Regions from separate parts of the Pan troglodytes genome. Here region 1 is linked to region 2. Evidence: chromatin contacts called from public Hi-C data. All regions are on one chromosome and are shown on one strand. The core of a region is the stretch at or near the end of the contact, and the rest is flanking DNA. Distances in the headings are between cores, read along the strand shown.

Region 1 (5,559 bases), core at 2,063-4,562, 120 kb before region 2:
TCTGTCTTCTTAAACGTCTGAAATGTATTTATAAAATCTGTTCTATTGTTCTTATCTTCTATCATCTGTGTCATTATGGGCCTGCTTCTATTGATTGATTTTCTCCTCATTATGGACCATAATTTCCTGCTTCTTTGCATGTCTGGTAAGTTTGAGTCAACGCCAATATTGTAAGCTTTACATTGTTGGGTGCTAGGCTTTTTTATTCCTTAATTGTTTTGAGCTTTGTTTCAGGTTGCAGTTAACTTGCTTGGAAACAGTTTGATGCCTCTGAGGTTGCTTTGAAGCTTTGGGAGCACAGTATATTCTAGGAGTATTTTCCCATGCTCAATGTATTATGAGATTTATTCACCCTGGTTGTGAGGAATATGAACTATTTCCAACCTTGTGTGAACACCAAGAATTATTCCACCTGTTTCTGTGAAGTGTGCTTTCTCCAGTCTCTAGTAGCTTCCTCATATGCATGCAGTCTTTAGTACTCAGATGAAGACTTAATGGGAACCCTTTGCAGATCTCTAGAGTTCTCTCTATGCAAATTTCTCCCCCTGATACTCTGCCCTGTGAATTCTAGCCATCTTGGCCTCCCTGAATAATCAGCTGTCTCCTCAACTCAGAGAATCTTCCAGCTCTGCCTAGGTTACTCTTTTATGCACTACAGCCTGGAAACTGCAGACAGTAAGCTTGTGCAGTATTAGGACTCATTTTTTTCTCTCTCTCTCTTTCAAGGATCGGTGTCCTGCACTGTCAGAAACAGTTATGTATAATTTTGTCTGCTTTATAATTGTTTTTTTCTTCTTTTTCTTTTTCTTTTTTTTTTTTGAGACAGAGACTCACTCTGTCACCCAGGCTGGAGTGCAGTGGCACTATCTTGCTCACCTCAACCTCTGCCTCCCGGGTTCAAGTGATTCCCCTGCCTCAGCCTCCCTAGTTGCTGGGATTACAGGCATGTGCCAACACGCCTGGCTAATTTTGTATTTTTAGTAGAGGGGGGTTTCTCCACGTTGGCCAGGCTGGTCTCAAACTCCTGACCTCAGGTGATCCACCTGCCTTGGCCTCCCGAGTGCTGGATTACAGGTGTGAGCCACTGCACCTGGCCTATTGCTTTATAATTGTTTTAGGCAGGAGGTTAAATCCAGTGCCTGTTATTCTTTCTTGGCTGGAAGAAAGTCTTCTAATAGCCTTCTAAATTTTCCCCGGGTATTCTTTCTCATTGTTCAAATTTGGTCCACATGCACTGGAGTGGACTGGGAACATTGAGATAAACAACTGTAAAATAGAATATAAAAGCACTTATAATCTCCAATAGTAATAACTCTGATAAATGTAAAAACTCCTGTAATTCCTCATGCTGGTAACTCTGATTAATGTTTTGTGTATTTTATATTTCCTTCCAGTCTTCTTTCTGTCTTTTGATTATGTATGGTTTTTACATCAGTCCTCTGCTTACTTGGCCTCTTTTTAGCCTTTGACACTAATGATTACTCCCTCATTCTTAAAATTTTGTACACTAGGCCGGGCATGGTGGCTCATGCCTCAAATCCCAGCACTTCGGGAGGGCGAGCTGGGCGGATCACCTGAGGTCAGGAGTTTGAGACCAGCCTGACCAACATGGAGAAACCCCATCTCTACTAAAAATACAAAATTACCCGTGTGTGGTGGTGCATGCCTGTAATCCCAGCTACTCGGGAGGCTGAGGCAGGAGAATCGCTTGAACCCGGGAGGCAGAGGTTGCCGTGAGCCAAGATCGTGCCATTGCACTCCAGCCTGGGCAACAAGAGTGAAACTCCATTTCAAAACAAAACAAAACAAAACAAAACATTGTGTACTATTAGCTTCTAGGAGATACCTCTCCTGATTTTATTTCAATCCTTTCAACCCCTAAGAATTCCCTCTCACAGTCTTCTTTACAAATTCCTTTTCCTCCATGTCCCCTTAAATATTGACTTCTTTCTTGCTTCTCTTCTCACTGGATATCTAAATTCTCCCTTAGTGATCTCATCTGTTACCCATGACTTCAGTTGTCTGCTTGTGACTCACAAATTGACATTTCTAAATCTCTCTCCCCAGTGCTCCAGACCTATATAGTCAATTGCTTGATGTATATTTCTACTTGGACATCTCACATTGTGTCTCAAACACAACTCATCTTCCTCCAAGAACCTAAACTGCATCATGGTTCCATCTCAGTGCATGGCACTATCATCTACCTTACTTCTCAAGCTAGAATCACAGAAACTATGCTCAACTCTTCCTTCTTTCTTCTTTTTAACCCCCACACATTTAATGAGGGCATCTAGTTTTTTACTAGTTTATCTCCTAAATATCTCTTTTCTTTAAGCCTATATACTAGTTTCCCATACATTCCTATTGTTCACACTTTTTTCTCTCACTTGAACTGTTGCAACAGCCACTTATTTGACCTCTGGATAAGTGCCGGATGCATTGTGGTCTTTGCAAAACATCAGTTAAATCATGTCACTCTCTTGTTTAAAGAGCTCCAATAGTTCCCCTTTACTTATAGGATAAAAGCCAAAACCTTTAGCTTAGTGTGAACAAGGCCCTTCACAGTCCACCTCTAAACTCTCTTTCAGCCTTGCTCCCGGCTGATCTCATGTGTATCATTCCCCAAATACAGCATCCCCTATGCCTTTGTGCTGTTCTTTCTGCCTGGTAAGTCTCTCTGCATCTTCTCTGTTTGATAAATGCCTTCTCATCTTTCAATGTATATCTTAAGTGTCCCCTTCTTCAGTGAGTTCCTCCCTGAACCCGTCAAGAAGTGCTTCCCCTCATTCCTCTCATGCTCTGCCAGTTCTTTCATCCAGCCACTACTGCACTTGTTACAGTGCCCTGTAGTTATGCATTTACATCTATTCCTCCTGCTAGACTGTGTACTCTTTAAACAGTGGCCATCTTCTTCCTCTATGTACTTATCTCTCTAACAAGGGCTCAGTATCATAGCCATTCAATAAGTGTTTATATAATACTTGGTTTCCTAACCTGAGGTCCATGGATAGGCTTTGGAGGGCCCCTAGAACTCCATAATATTGCATATAAAATTATGTGTTTTGAGGGCATTTTCCTGGAAGATTCATTCTGGTCACCAGATTTTTCAGGGGGACCCTAGATTAACAAACAGTTAAGTACCCCTACCTTAGGAGAAAACTGTAGCCAAGGAGTTGGTTTGGGAAACCTAAATCATAGCCAGAGCCTAAACTTCACATTGGGCTTGATATGACCTTTTGCTGCTGCTGATGTCAGTCAGTCCTGTGATGAGGAGAGAGAGCTGGAGGGAGGGGCATACAGCAACTCTCCACTGCAGGTGGGAACATTCAACATTCTCAACTCTCAAAGCCCATGACCCTTCTCCCCCTACTTCCCACCCCCAGCTTTCTCTTTCATGCTCATGAGCACACATCCTACATGAATGCAAATTTGAAACTCAAACACACACGCATACACTTCTGCATGCACACAAATACACACACAAACACACAGCTAGGCATGCACACATGCATTCATCCACACGCATACAGACAAACGTGCAAACCGGCCACATACACGTGGGCACTCTGGATAATACACAGCTTCACTCCTGCATGGTCCATGTGAAAACACACACACACACACACACACACACACATCCATGCATGTGAAACTCATACGACCTCCCTCCTGCTGAGAACGAGTGCTGCCCCTGGCATCAGGCCCGTGGAGACAGCCGAGTGGAGCCATCTGTCAGGCTGAGGTTCCTGAGCGCCGCCCATCCTGCCTGAGCTCAGCTGGTCGGCATGCCGGGCATGCAGCCTTGCTATTCTCTCCGGCTGAATCATGCTGAGTGAGCTGGCCCAGCTAGGGTTTATCAAATCGGAACAGAATTTTGGCAAAACAGATGACTTGTGAGTTTGGCATTTGTGGACTTGGGAGGTGGAGACCTGTGGGGTAGGGGAGGAGGGGGGAAAGGAAAAAGGGAGAAAAATTGCTTCTGGATACACTGAGATATGCTGGAGAACTGAGTTCAAGAATGTGGCAGAGGAGCTTAGGTGCCAGATGTAAAGTCAAAAAAACCCTATTCAAGTTCCAGCTCTACCACTTAATAGCCACGTGACTTTGAACATGTTAATTTACCTCTTTGAGCCTCGGTTTCTTTTGTTTGTTTTTGTTTTTTTGAGACTGAGTCTTGCTCTGTTGCCCAGGCTGAAGTGCAATGGCACAGTCTTGGCTCACTGCAACCTCCACCTCCTGAGTTCAAGCAATTCTCCCTGCCTCAGCCTCCCCAGTAGCTGAGATTACAGGCATGCACCACCATGCCTAGCTAATTTTTGTATTTTAGTAGAGACAGGGTTTCGCCATGTTGGTCAGGCTGGTCTCGAACTCCTGACCTCAGGTGATCCACCTGCCTCAGCTTCCCAAGGTGCTGGGATTACAGGTGTGAGCCACCACGCCCAGCCTGAACCTTCTTGGTTGCTTTTATAAAATTGATCTAATAAAATCACCTAACTCATATGATTGATAACAGATTTCTGTGAGACAGTACTTATCAATTAGTACAGTGCCCTGGCACGTAGTAAAGACTTAATAGACAGTAGTTATTACAGTCAGAGAACATGCAATTTCAAAGAGAATATATAGACCAACTAGCCCAACCTGGCCATCCCTTTTAACCCACCAACCCATCCCCGCTGGGCAACCAGGCTTGGTACCCTAACATGGTTCCCAGTCTTCACCTGAAAACCATATGCCCTCATCAACCTTGTGCTGCATTGGACACTTGTCTGGCTTCCTGGCTACTGTTCATCACACTCCCCTTTTGACCTGAGAACCAGCATTGCCCCTCCCATACCAGCCTTCCCCTCTTCTGCTTCTAGCTGCTCAGCTCATGCAGCTCCCACCACACCCATTACCTGGTTTGAAATGATAATAATAAAAACAATACCAATACCTGGAATTTATTAAGCCCTTATTGTGTGCCAGAAATTTCCAAAGCAAGTCTAATTTAGTCTTCACAACTTTATAAGTAGACACTATTATTATCCCTATTTTACAACTGAAGAAACTGAGGTACCAAGAGATTAAGTAATTTGCCCAACATAAGAGATCAAGTGTAAAGACAGGCTATTATCTCATATATTCTAAGAGATAATAACTGACAATTAAACCATGTTACAATGCTGAGGTGCATTCTGATTTCAGAGATGTTTAAAATGTGGGGGGGGGGGTATGAAAAGTACATGATAGAAACAATTAAAATGGGACCAGGATTTGACCTTGGGAAGTCAATCTGACTCAAGGGTCTGTACCACACTGTAATGCCCTCAATATCCCACTTATTGCACACCCTATGTAACAGACATTGTGCTAACTTCCTTTTTTTTTTTTTTTTTTTTGAGACAGAGCCTTACTCTGTTGCCCAGGCTGGAGTGGAGTGGCATGATCTTGGCTCACTGCAACCTCTGCCTCCTGGGTTCAAGCAATTCTCCTGCTTCAGCCTCCCGAGTAGCTGGGATTACAGGCATGCACCACCATGTCCAGCTAATTTTTGTATTTCAGTAGAGACGGGGT
Region 2 (5,499 bases), core at 1,363-3,862:
TTTAAACTTTCCCCCCTTTTTGTGGAGATGGGGGTCTCTCTATGTCGCTGAGGCTGGTCTCAAACTCCTGGGCTCAAGCAATCCTCCTGCCTCTGCCTCCCAGAGGGCTGGGATTACAGGCATGAACCGTTGTGTTTGGCCTAAATATATTTATAGTCAAAGAATGATTTTAAAAAATTATGAGACTTGCCTTAGATTTCATTCAGGAACAAGGAAAAACTTTCCCACAGAGGGGCTTGGAGGGAAAGTTTTATGCTTATACCCATTGAGTTTAACTCAGTGTATCAGTTATTCATACATTCACTTAGACACATACATGAAAGGATAAGCAATTGTAAAAGGAAATTGTAAGTAGCAATTATATAGTATACATTAAGCTTGGTATATGTATTTTCCAAATCACAACTTATTACTAATAAGACAGAAGTTGAGAAAAATCCAAACTGTTGTCACTTTAAGGGTAAGAGAATATTGAGATTGTTTTCTGGTTGGAGTGTTGAAAGCATTGCAAAGAAAGCAAGATGTGATTTGGGCTTTATCAGCTATAATTTATTAAGGGCCTACTGTGTGTCATCTGTTGGGCTTTGTACTCTACATAGACATAGAGTATTTTTAACTTTTCACAACAATCCTGCAAAGTTGGTGTGATTTTCATTTCATAGACAAGGAAACTGAGGTTCAAACAGGTTAAGTGAGCTGCTCTAGTTTCCCACAGCTGGCAAACTGATAGAACTGTGTCTGGGTCTATTTGACTTACATCTCAGACTCCCTCAATTCTGCTGCCTCCCTAGGCAGCCCCACACACCAGAGATACAGTGGTGGGACTAGGGACAGGATAGCTTCAGCCAGCGCTTCTGTCCTGGAAGAGGAGAATGGAGGCTACGTAGCAGTCACTGGAGACCTGTGGCCCTTATTAGATCCCGAGGGGCAACTTTGTGAGCTTCCCCCTACTCCCTGGGAGTGGGAGCAGCTCCCTGGGAAGTTTTTCCTTTTCTCTTACAACTTCTTTGCTGCCACATCTGAAGTGGGCATTGGAATATGCCTTCCCTAAACTAGCTGTTCTTGCCCTTTTCTGTTGAGGAAATGGAGTTAGAGATGTGTTAGTTTACCCAAGGACTCAAACAGCTAGCAAGTAGGATGGCTTCTGGATTTGGAATTCAGGCTCTCTGACTCCAGAGCCCTTGTGTTTTCTTCTCATCATGTTGTCTCCAGTAAAGATATAAATGCATCTATTAATAGGAAGCAAGTTAATGAAATCTCATTTTGGTTTATCATAATTTAAAAAACATAGTACGTGTTTTATGGATAGAAGTAATAATAGGGAAATGCTGTCTTAAACTGGAAGGGAGCAGAGAATCACAGAATTTTGCTTCTAGAATGTTTCATGACCTGATATCTGTGTGTAGTGTGGGGGTAAGGGGTGAGCTGAGCAGGAGCTCAAGAAGGAGAAGAAAAGAAAGAAAATTTGTTAGTCTTGGTTTTTGTTGTGTGTGTGTGTGTGTGTGTGTGTGTGTGGCACATTTACTCCTTGTTTTATGGGCCAATAAGGGAATGAGAAATTTGAAATTTTATGAATTTTATTTATTTATTTTAATTTTTGAAACAGTCTCGCTCTGTTGCCCAGGCTGGAGTGCAGTGGCATGATCTTGGCTTACTGCAACCTCTGCCACCTGGGTTCAAGCGATTCTCCTGCCTCACTCAGCCTCCTGAATAGCTGGGACTACAGGTGCCCGCTATCACGCCCAGCTAATTTTTGTATTTTTAGTAGACACGGGGTTTCACCATGTTGGCCAGGCTGGTCTCAAACTCCTGACCTCAGGTGATCCACTTGCCTCGGCCTCCCAAAGTGCTGGGATTATAGGCCTGAGCCACCATGCCCGGCCTATGGATATGTCACTTTCAATGGGATCAGTGGAAGCAGGAATGGAAGATGAGTGTGAGTGTGTTTTACTTTCAGAGAGGCAGATTAGCAAAGTTATTTGATGTTTAAGCACTAAGCAGGTCACTTTACTTCTCTGACAAAGTCCCTGCCCTCATGGAGTTTCTTTCTAGTTCGGTCGGGGAAGAAATGGACAATAAAAGTAAAAAATAAAAGACAAAGTAGATAAGATATATGTGGTGTTGAGAGAAAAGGAGGAAGGGAGAAAAGAGGGAGGGGGAAAAGAGAAAAAAACCTGGAAAATATTCTGAGCAAGAAAAAATATCAGCCTTCTACATGATGTAGTCTTGAGTAGAATGAGGTGAAAGCTCAGGGTTAAAAAAGGATCACTGTCTTTTTCCTTATGTGCTACCACCAGATTTAGAAAAAATTAATTTTAATATGAAAACTGTCAAATATATACGAAAGTCCAGAGAACCTACAACCATATACACGTTGCCCAGATTCAGTATTTTTCAGGGTTTTCCTACACTTGTTTATCTGTTTCCGTTCTCTCCTTTCCTTTTCCCTTCCCCTTTCTATTCCCTATGGTTTTAGAGAACTCCTACGACTTTCCTGAGAATGATGCTGTGCTCAGAACTGCCCTCCATTTGTTTACAACTCCCCAGTGGTACCTTAGAGCTAGCCTATCCTTTTTCTATGCAAGGGTGGTAGACTTAACCAATGTGCTGGATTCACTGAGTTTCCTAGAATTTCCAGTAAATTACCAGTCCCAGTGTGTAGACCAGGCACCACTCTGTGGCAGTGTTTGGGAACTACACTTTCACCAATAGCTTGGTGTCAGAAGAAAGTGAGTTGTCGCTCCTTACCACTGAAGGCGGAAGGGCAACTCATCCCTTTTTCTCTCCTTCCTTCTTCTTTTCCTCCTTAACGTGGCTTCTTTGAATGGGGAGATACTGAGTTGGCAGTTCTCCTTAGGAGGCCAGCCCGAGCTCCTGTTATGCAATCTAGTGGCATGTAAGCAGGATTATCCTGCTTATCCCAGCATAATATTATACTTTGGCATTATTAGGGGCTTCTGACAAACTTACCCAGATCAATTTTTTTTGAGGCGGGGGTGGAAACAGGGTCTTGCTTTGTTGCTCAGGCTGGAGTGCAGTGGTGCCATCATGGCTCACTGCAGCCTCATCCTTCTTGGCTCAAGCAATCTCCCGACTTCAGTCTCCTACCTCAGCCTCCTGAGTAGCTGGGACTATAGGCGCGTGCCACCATGCCTGGCTAATTTATTTTTTGTAGAGATGGGGGTTGCCCAGGCTTGCCAGACCAGATTTTATCTCTGTCTGAATGTGATAGCTTCCCTAATCCTAAATGTTTCTCCACATCTCCTGACAACGTTAAAGAAACTGAAGTTCATTTGCCCTTCCATACTACTAGGAAGGCATGCTGCCCTTTGAATGGGGGGTATTCCCTGTCTTTTGACTAGGATTCTTCTGCACACATCCTTTCATGTCTATCAGGAAGCATGTGCTCTCTCCATCCTCCACCCTTCCTTTCCCCTCAGTGTACTCTTTTGAGCCCTTGGGTCCACCCTCCTTCCCTATCCTTGCCTGAACCTTTACTGTCTAGCTCAGTGCAATACTGTGCTTGCTTTTTTTTCCTCTTTTTTTCTCTTTCTGCTACAGAACATCCTTTCTGGGCTGTGGTTGGTAACTTTTTATAACTTCAGGAGAGAGACTGTTTTCTTTTCTGGCAAATTGCTGAGGCTGTGTTGATAAGTGAACACATACATAGTTCTGTACATAACTGTAGTATTAACTGTCTAACTTCTCTTGCCTTCTGAACAAGCGTGGTATTGGCACTTCATGCTGTTTGTTTTTTGGCTTGGGTATAGACTTAAAATGCCCGAATCATTCTCTTGCCCCCAGTAATACCTCAACTACTGATGGTTGTATAAAAGGCACTGGACTCTGAAGATAGAGACCTTGTCTTTATGGAGTATCTTTATGGAGTACTTAGTAGGTGCTTCATACATGATCACTGAACAAATGAGTGAGTGAAATCAAGAGAGCAAGGACAATTGGCTGAAGGGTTTCAAGTAGTGGGAATGAGGCTTTGCATGGCGAACAACACAGATCAAACTGGATGGCTTTGCATACTACATAAAACCTGGAGGGCTTTGCATAGTATGTAAAGAAACTACGGAATCCTATAAGCAGCAGGGAGCCATTTAATTTATATGTTCTCTAGAGGTATAATTCATATATGTACAAAAAAATGTACAGATCTTAAATGTACAGCCTGATGGGTTTTTACTTATGTAAATTAACTGTGTAGTTGCTGCTCAGATCCAGAGACTATTTCCAGAACCCCAGCTTTCATCTTGATTCACAACGTTTGGATACCAAGTCCCAGAGGTCATGTGGTTGGTCTGAAGTGTAACTAGGACTGGAATTATTACAGCTACTCCTGAGCTTAGCAAATCTTTATACTTGAGTAAAAAACACTAATTCAGACCATTTAACTGCATGACAAAAATAATAGTTATTATTATGGTTGACATTTATTAATCAGCATGCCTTGGCACTTCATATGCATTATTTCATTTTACCTGCTTCACAGGATTTTGTTCCTATCTCTGTTTTACAGATGCTGAAGATTAGACATGTAAAGTGATTTGCCTTAGGTCCCACAGCTAGGGAATAGCAGAGTTAGAATTAAACCCAGGACACTTCATCACTGGGACTGATTACTTATTGGTGATCTGTTGCCTCAAATATCTGGTACCCAAGTTTAACAAAAATGTTGCCTTTTTGGTGAGAGGTGATGCTTGTATTTGTTACCTGCACACAGAGAATGCTCTTAGGGATATTCTGACCTATGGCTTCTTAGAATTTTGAGAGGGAAAGAGGTTTTTGATTCTATGATAGGCAGTTCCCAGAGTGATGTTTCGTTGGAGGAGGAATCTTTCAATGTGGATGGCTCTTTACGATTTACGTGTAGCCAGTAGATGATGGTCTCTGTAGACAAAGTATGAAGACAGGACACAGCAAAGATTGGGTGTGAACCTAAATATCCAAAAATCCCAACAATTAATTTGTCTTAAAAATTAATATGAGTGGAAATAAATGCATGTAGCAGTATGGCAAAATTCTTGTAATACTAAGATTGTGTTTCGAGAGTTAAGACATCCAAAGAAATGTCCATAGCGAGTAGAGGTAAAACAGTTTATTATACTGGACTTCAAAGTTGCAACAATCTTTTATATAACAATCAAACCAACAATCTTTTGTGCATGTTAATATCTTAATCTCACAATGCCAAGAACTGTCACATTTAAAGAATTCTAGCTATTGTGCATAGCTTGGCATTTGTAAAAAATGTATTTAACATTTGTTTATTATATTTTAGGCCAAATCAGTAGGGACAGTGTAGCACTTTTGGGCATCAGCTGGGAGTAGTCAGTGAAATTCAGGTTTTACAAGATATAAAAGCATGGCATATGGGGAAACATGTTTCAAGAAATGAATCTTAAAAAGTACAGCGCATGCTTTATCCAATTTGCTTGTGAAAGACTGCTGATTCCTGTTGTTTAAAATAGTGGGTGTAGAGAATACTGTTGC

What was found. Hi-C and Micro-C count contacts between places; a contact is called where the count stands out from the background.
Region 1: a contact with region 2 is called in a Hi-C map of induced pluripotent stem cells, with 1.7 times the contacts expected there. The contact joins two enhancer-like sites. A contact is called at or near these places in 3 of 7 Hi-C or Micro-C datasets (induced pluripotent stem cells and stem cell-derived neural progenitor cells).

Annotation. Positions count from the first base shown.
Region 1 is chr9:18,516,539-18,522,097 of NHGRI_mPanTro3-v2.0_pri, reverse strand. No RefSeq gene overlaps it. Among named protein-coding and RNA genes, the nearest start is that of RRAS2, 64 kb to the right of the region's middle. Within about 2 kb of position 3,312, at least 15 of the 24 cell types and tissues checked have an H3K27ac peak or open chromatin away from gene starts, as enhancers often do. A contact at or near this core is called in induced pluripotent stem cells, where this site is marked.
Region 2 is chr9:18,394,139-18,399,637 of NHGRI_mPanTro3-v2.0_pri, reverse strand. All of the region lies in intron 1 of RRAS2 (RAS related 2), which reads left to right. Among named protein-coding and RNA genes, the nearest start is that of RRAS2, 58 kb to the left of the region's middle. Within about 2 kb of position 2,612, at least 5 of the 24 cell types and tissues checked have an H3K27ac peak or open chromatin away from gene starts, as enhancers often do. A contact at or near this core is called in induced pluripotent stem cells, where this site is marked.